2 separate regions of the Drosophila melanogaster genome follow, and region 1 is linked to region 2. The links are chromatin contacts, called in public HiChIP or PLAC-seq maps. All regions are on one chromosome and are shown on one strand. The core of a region is the stretch at or near the end of the contact, and the rest is flanking DNA. Distances in the headings are between cores, read along the strand shown. Region 1 holds the start of CG9988. Region 2 holds the start of Moca-cyp (Moca-cyp,).

The links. HiChIP or PLAC-seq counts read pairs in DNA pulled down with a chosen protein or histone mark.
Region 1: a contact with region 2 is called in a CP190 HiChIP or PLAC-seq map of the Kc167 cell line, with 4 times the contacts expected there. The contact joins the promoter of CG9988 here to the promoter of Moca-cyp in region 2. A contact is called at or near these places in 3 of 107 Hi-C or Micro-C datasets (the Kc167 cell line and wing imaginal disc) and 2 of 6 datasets of contacts at active chromatin or transcription factors (both in the Kc167 cell line).

The regions. Positions count from the first base shown.
Region 1 is chr3R:28,635,033-28,638,526 of dm6, reverse strand. It overlaps CG9988, which reads right to left and starts at 2,116. Exons shown (of 3, transcript NM_143368.3): 1 at 1,647-2,116; 2 at 1,292-1,586; 3 at 1-1,236. The coding sequence starts at 2,104. CG10011 reads left to right here and starts at 3,428. Exons shown (of 6, transcript NM_143367.3): 1 at 3,428-3,494.
Region 2 is chr3R:28,338,048-28,341,938 of dm6, reverse strand. Moca-cyp (Moca-cyp,) reads right to left here and starts at 1,605. Exons shown (of 8, transcript NM_170367.3): 1 at 1,201-1,605; 2 at 480-567. The coding sequence starts at 1,504. It overlaps Gfat2 (Glutamine:fructose-6-phosphate aminotransferase 2), which reads left to right and starts at 2,174. Exons shown (of 2, transcript NM_143360.4): 1 at 2,174-3,891. The coding sequence starts at 2,393. It also overlaps asRNA:CR46105.

The sequences.
Region 1 (3,494 bases), core at 867-3,366, 300 kb before region 2:
ACACTTGCAAATACAATACATCTTGTCGGTTTTATCTTTTACACATGTTGAAACATTTTCATAGCTGTCGAGCCGACTAATAGTAGGCACCTCCACCTCCACGGAATCTGTAACATTATTGAAGATAACGGTGGCCCGGAAGTCGGCGGAGTTCTGCTTCACCTTGAACATGGTGCGATAGGTGCCTAACTCCGCACGAGGCACATCGTCGTGGAAGTTCTGGTCTAGCTCGACTTTCATTTCTGTCAGGTGAATATAGCTGAGCGTGAGTTCAGAACAAATCTTACTCAGATTCCTGCCGGCCAGATACTCGTTGATTCGACCGATCACCTTGGGGGCAATGCTCTTTGCCCATTGCGTATCCAGTCTTTTGTAAGGCACACAGGTGCAGAAGTGCTCCGGTATTCCGGCATCCTCACACGACCTTGTCTCATCGACGGGATAAAAAAGGGATTGGCACTTGGGACAGTCGGCCGCTTTGGGCAATGTTTGACCATCTGGAGTGCCGCCCAGTTCGATGATGTGTTTCAGGGTGTTGTGCAGATCGTAGTTGGATGTAAGCCGATTCCGATTCAGCTCAAGGGCCCTGGCGTATTCCGGATACTGAGCCCGGAACCAAGGCGGCAAATAGATAAACATCGAGGGAAGACGCTCTTCCAGGAATCCACTCGGCAGGGACATGAGTCTGCCATAGCGTGAGCCATGATCCGAGAGGAACACCATAATACTCTGATCGAACACACCATCGGCCTCGAAGTCCAGCAGGTACTGAAGCACATAGTCCTCCATTTTCGAGGGCATTTGGAAGCTGTCGTGGCTGAAACTGTTTGACCAGAACAGACCCCAAATGGGTCGCTCATCCACGAAACGGTTGGCAAAATTTCTGGCCATGTCGTAGGCATAACTGCTCGTGATCCGCCGGCCGATACAGTACTTCATCGAGCAGTCACTGCATTTCCAGGTGTTCAGGCCCGATTCAATGGCCTTCTGCAAGGGCCTTAAGTAGAAGTCGGTGGGCTGCTCCAGGAAACCCGGTTTCCAATAGTTGAATGTATTAATGCCTGCCTCATCCTCAGCATAGGCTGTGAGATAGCTGGCATTCCGGAAGTAGTGCCATATAAAAGGGGTCCTATCTAGGCACCCATCCTCGTGCCAGTTGCACACCTTCTTAATGGCCGACTCTGGATTGTAGCCTGTCAAAATGGCCAACAGATTGGGGAAGGTGTTGTCGCCTATCTGCACATGATAAAATATTTAGTCCTCGTTTATAAATCCCGCTTTCTTTACCCACCTTATTGTATCCTTGCTGCTCGAACCACCCGTCCCTCGTTAGGAACTTATAGACCTTCGGCATAGTTCTACGCAAATTGATCCGCGAAAGGCTGTCTATGCCGAACATAAGGACACTTGGCTTCCTCTTGGACGGTTTCAGCGAGAGTCCTTTGGGTGGTGGCCTGTATTGAATGAGGTTATACGCATCGCTCTGCAAAATATCCGACTCGTTGCCAAGACGATGGCAGGTCAAGATCAGGCCCTCAACATGGAGCGGCACCTCGTAGTTCTGAGAGAAGTATTTTCGCTCCATCCTGAAAAGTATGAAATTAATAGGGAGTTGGTTCTAAGCAACAAATCAAGCAAGATATTACTTATCATAACTGTCGTGCTTACGGTCCCGCGTTATCTCCTGATAATAGCAATTGTACTCCCCCCCATTGGAGTTGAGAATAATGGAGGCTAACGACTCATTGATGAAGAGTACATATCGCTGCCGACTGATGTCATAGATCGGAGTAACCAGGGCGGTTTCGTTTGAGCAGGTCTCAAAATGCTCGGGGTGGAAAATGGCCATTGCATCTGAGGCGAAGGGATCAACATACGGGATCTTGCACTTGGCGGACTCCACAAAATATGCGGGCCGGACTACATCCTGTACATTTCGATCTTCTTCAGCAGGAGGAATGTCGGAATTTGTGTCATCCGATCCTGTGACTTCTGAAACTCTGGGCTTAGTATTTGCATTTTGGGTTTTGATGCCGAGAATTACGATTATTGCAATTAGGCAGAAGCAGAGCCATTTATGAATTGGTTTTAATAGGGTTATCATGACTGTTTAGCAGCCAACGATAGCTACACACAAACTGTTCAGACCATCCGGAATGTCTTGCCATTAAGAGAGCCGTTATATTCTCTTATCGCTATACCGTTAAGGAAATTAAATATGTTTCAATTTTTTAAAACAACTTTTAAGGTACGGAAACGTTAATTTATTAATTGGTGAATGCTGCCAGTGAAAGTAAGAACGCTACATTTCATTATTTTTCTGGCATATCGATAGATATTGGAGACTACATATAATGAGAAAAATGGGAGGTTTTTGGTGTTAGAGTGGCAAGAAGTTTTTTTTATCAAACCGATGGAAATTATGAAAAGTTTTTTTTTATCAAGCCGATAGAAATTATAAAAGATTATATAGTCGGATTATGTAGTGTTACTTAGTTTTCAACGAATCTAGTATATCATTACTCCGTTATTCCTAAGACGGCGGCTGCTGCTGTGCATCCTATGCACTTCTATGTCGCCTGGATGTGACGCCATACAACAGACGGTAACACCAAGCTGATCGAGTGTGGATCGGCAGATAAAGCTGACGGGAATCTATGATAAGATTCGGGCCCCCACATCTTAAACAAAAAAAATAACTCCTAGATGGCGACACCATCACCATACGACATTCGGTCAACTACAAGCGAATATATTTTATATTTTACACTATCTTTACTACGCTTTCAAAGAACTCTGTGATTTAAGCGATATGCTTCTGTACAAATTTTTACAATCACTGCTAGAATTTAAGCCCTACACCTGGTTAGTCAAATAAAATATGGAGTGTGTCATTGCTAAAACGGGAAACATTGGGGAAATTCTGTTTAAATGTAGATACATACAAAAAAACTGAATATTACGAACTACATTTAATACAAATCTACAATTTGTCAACATTAATGTCCAAATACGAAAAAAAAGTCGTTGTTTATAAGATAATTTAAGATAAGATAATTTATAATTTATAAGATTCAAAATAACTTAGCTTAACTTTTTCAAACAGCGAATGAAACCACCTTAGCCGAGTTGCCCTTCGCCTAGCGGAGTTCGACACCAACCATAGAGCACTGCTTACACAGGAGACTATTTATAAAATGATCGCACCCCGGGATATTTATTCTTTTTCTTTGCATTTAATTAGAATATTGAAACACATTTTAAACCTAAATAAAGAAGTGTGACATCTTGCTTAGTGGCCCAGTGCAAACGGTTATCGATAGCTCGCAGTAGTGTGAATACTCTGCGAACGCGATTTTGAGCTCGGGAGAATATCTGGATTTTTTAGGGCATTCAGTTGCGCATTTGGGGGATTTTCGTTATAACTGCAGCAAACACCCTGCGCGTTTCGATTCGATTGGTTCTTGAAATGGTAAAATGCGGCTGGGCCGTCG
Region 2 (3,891 bases), core at 356-2,855:
TGGCCATGGCCAGCACATTGTCATCTGGCAGATCCATCGTGAGGATCCAGCCCAAGATTCCCGCAAAGATCCACAAGGAGCCGACAGCGAGAGAGAGAGAGATTGAGACACACACTGAGACCCAGGCCCAGGGACCAAAGACCATGGAGCTGAAAGACCTGCATCGTCTTTCGCTTGGTTTTTGGACCCACAGACCAAATGCACTAGGGATGCTGGGATGGCGGTGCATCGGCCGATGGAGGACAGATTGCGATGCATCTGTCCGCTGGTCAGTGGGACGCTAGCTCACACTTTAACGCCCACGGGCTAAGGCTAAATGGCAATAGATTAATGAACAACAACAGTGGTTTAAGTATAGATCAAAAAGAAGACGAAGAGAGTTTAGCTGTAATATCGGTGCCTGAAACAGAACTGAAACTAAATTTACGGCCACGTTAGTCCGGACCAGCCGGTTACGGTCCTCCGTCGAGAGCACTTACATAAAGAACTGCGAGCCATTTGTGTTCTTGCCCCGGTTGGCCATCGACAGCAGGAAGGGACGATCGTGCTTCTTTTCGAAGCTCTCATCTGGAAAGAGGAATCGGATTGTTTAAACCAAATTCACTTTAAATGTTACTTTAAAGCCCAAGAGAGATGAGCAACTCAAGTTATCTTCTAGATAACTTTTTAATGCGCATGTAATTGGATTTCCCAAAGCCGCTTCTATTTGCATATTTGTCCCATTTTCCACCCAAACGTATAATTAGCAATATGTAGATGTATGATGTGCACCATTCCCTTATCTTTCTAATGGAAATATTTGCCAAAATGTAAATTTAAATTGAGTCGCTTGAGTAAACATTTATTTTTGACATTTAAATGGGGCATTTGTACACTTTGGCTGGCATATCAAAAGCGTTTTAATTTTTTTCGACAAAGATTAAACTTAAGTAGATTATTGTAGTGCAGTTTAGATGTAATTGGCTGGAAGTTTTTAAATCTCCAAATGTGGGTGTCTGTATTTACAGTGTTTTTATTACATTTCTCCCCCTACTGACTCTTTATTAATTGCACTTTAAGTACCCTGTATATTCCCTTTCGTTTTCTGTTCTTCTTATCAGATAACCACTGTATTGATTTTTTCCCACACAAACAGCAGCACACACACACAAGCGTGTATGTATGCATGCAGGCATCGAATCGGAAGCCGGAAGAACTCACCCTCGAACGTCCCGCCGTAGATGGACTCGCCGCCGGTGCCGTTGCCCGCAGAGAAGTCGCCCGCCTGGACCATGAAGTCCTTGACCACCCGGTGGAATATCACACCCTTGTACTGCAGCTTCTTGCCGGTGATTAGGCCAAATCCCTTTTCGCCCGTGCAGAGTGCGCGGAAATTTTCGGCCGTTTTGGGCGCCACATCGTTGAAGAGCTCGAAGACAATGCGGCCCATGCCCAGGCCGCCCAGGGAAATGTCAAAGAAGCACCGCGGTCGCGTGGCACCCGCGTCGCGTTTGTTTACCGTCATTATATGCGCCGATTTCTGCCAATAAATGCTGTTTAATACGTATTTCACGCCGTTTTCGAGTTGCACAATGTCGGCGTTGCCAGCTCTACTCAGAACTAGGGATGTCAAAAACATACAGTTAGAAATATCGATGTGCAATATGCTTAGCATATTTTCGGGTATCGATATATTAATTTTAATATATATATTTTCTTAAATTTGTTAATACATACATATGTACGCTCAAATAAACGGTAAACTTTGAGCTATATATAGTCAAAATACACCATTGATTACTCTCAGCAACCAATAATCATTTTATGCTTTTTGGTATAACTTCCAAAACCTTTAGAACATGGGTTGAAAATATTATCTTCAATGCTCATATTTTTGGGAAAAACAGAATGTCGTTTAAACCAACTATGAAATGAGATCTGGCCTTTATGGTCATATTATATTAAGCTTTTTCAGACAATTTACACAGTTAACATCTTTGTATATAGCTTTAAAAGTTTATTATATTATTCAATACATAGTAAAAAAATAATTTATTAAATTACCGTTCCATCCCTGGCTGCAATACGGTCACACAAAGCCAATGTTTACATGGCAGCTCGCGTGTGGCTGTAGCTGTGTGCGTGAGCGAGAGCGCAAGAGCGGCGCGTGTGTGCGTGCGAGCGGGAGAGCAGGGCGAAGACGTGTTCTTTTCGCCGAAAAAGCAAATAATTGGGTTGGTTTATCAGAGAAAAACAAAAAAAATTCCAGCCAGTGTCGCGATAAAAACACGACAATCGCATTGCAGCCGCCTCAGAAGTGTAAGATCAGCCTCAGCTGACCGGAAAGTTAACATTGCGACGTGGAAAACCACGAATCACCAGCAAATTTCAGCAAAAGCAATCGCATTTCAGAATGTGTGGCATATTCGCGTACCTAAACTACTTGACGCCCAAGTCGCGACAGGAGGTCCTGGATCTCCTGTTGCAGGGACTGAAGCGGCTGGAGTACCGCGGCTACGACTCCACGGGCATAGCCATCGATGCGCTGAACTCTGGCGAGGCACAGTCCATAATGCTGGTGAAGCGCACCGGGAAGGTGAAGGTGCTGGAGGATGCGGTGGCGGAGGTGTGTCGCGGCCAGGACTACTCGCTGCCCATCGACACCCACATAGGCATAGCACACACGCGCTGGGCCACCCACGGTGTGCCCTCCGAGGTCAACTCGCATCCGCAGCGATCCGATGAGGATAATAGCTTTGTGGTGGTGCACAATGGCATTATAACCAACTACAAGGATGTGAAGACGCTGCTGGAGAAGCGCGGATATGTATTTGAGTCCGACACGGACACGGAGGTGATTGCCAAGCTGGTACACCACCTGTGGCAGCAGCATCCTGGCTACACTTTCGGCGAGCTCGTGGAGCAGGCCATTCAGCAGCTGGAGGGCGCCTTCGCCATCGCCTTCAAGTCGAAGCACTTCCCGGGCGAGTGCGTGGCCTCCAGGCGAGGCTCACCGCTTCTGGTGGGCATCAAGGCCAAGACCAAGCTGGCCACCGATCACATACCCATCCTGTACGCCAAGGCCCATCGGCCACATGGTCAGCCGCAGCAGCAGGCCTATCAACTATTGCCGCCCGGCGATTGCAACGCCGAGTTTCAACCGCTGGAGCGCAAGGAAGTGGAGTACTTCTTCGCCTCGGACGCATCGGCTGTTATAGAGCACACGAATCGGGTGATTTACCTGGAAGATGACGACGTGGCCGCCGTCAAGAGCGATGGCACGCTCAGCATTCATCGCCTAAACAAATCATCCGATGATCCGCACGCCCGCGAGATCATCACGCTGAAAATGGAGATCCAGCAGATCATGAAGGGCAACTACGACTACTTTATGCTGAAGGAGATCTTCGAGCAGCCGGAATCCGTGGTCAACACCATGCGCGGCAGGATGAGGTTCGATACGCAGACCGTGGTTCTGGGTGGCATCAAGGAGTACATACCGGAGATCAAGCGCTGCCGCCGCTTGATGCTAATTGCGTGCGGCACATCCTACCACAGTGCGGTGGCCACCAGGCAGCTGCTGGAGGAACTGACCGAACTGCCCGTTATGGTGGAACTGGCCTCCGATTTTCTGGACAGAAACACGCCCATTTTCCGGGACGACGTGTGCTTCTTCATCTCCCAATCGGGCGAGACAGCGGACACCCTGATGGCGCTCAGATACTGCAAGCAGCGAGGAGCGCTCATCGTGGGCGTTACCAACACGGTGGGCAGCAGCATCTGCCGCGAGTCGCACTGTGGCGTCCACATCAACGCTGGACCCGAGATCGGAGTGGCCTCCACGAAGGCCTACACCTCCCAGTTCATTTCGCTGGTTATGTTCGCCTTGGTCATGTCGGAGGATCGTCTCTC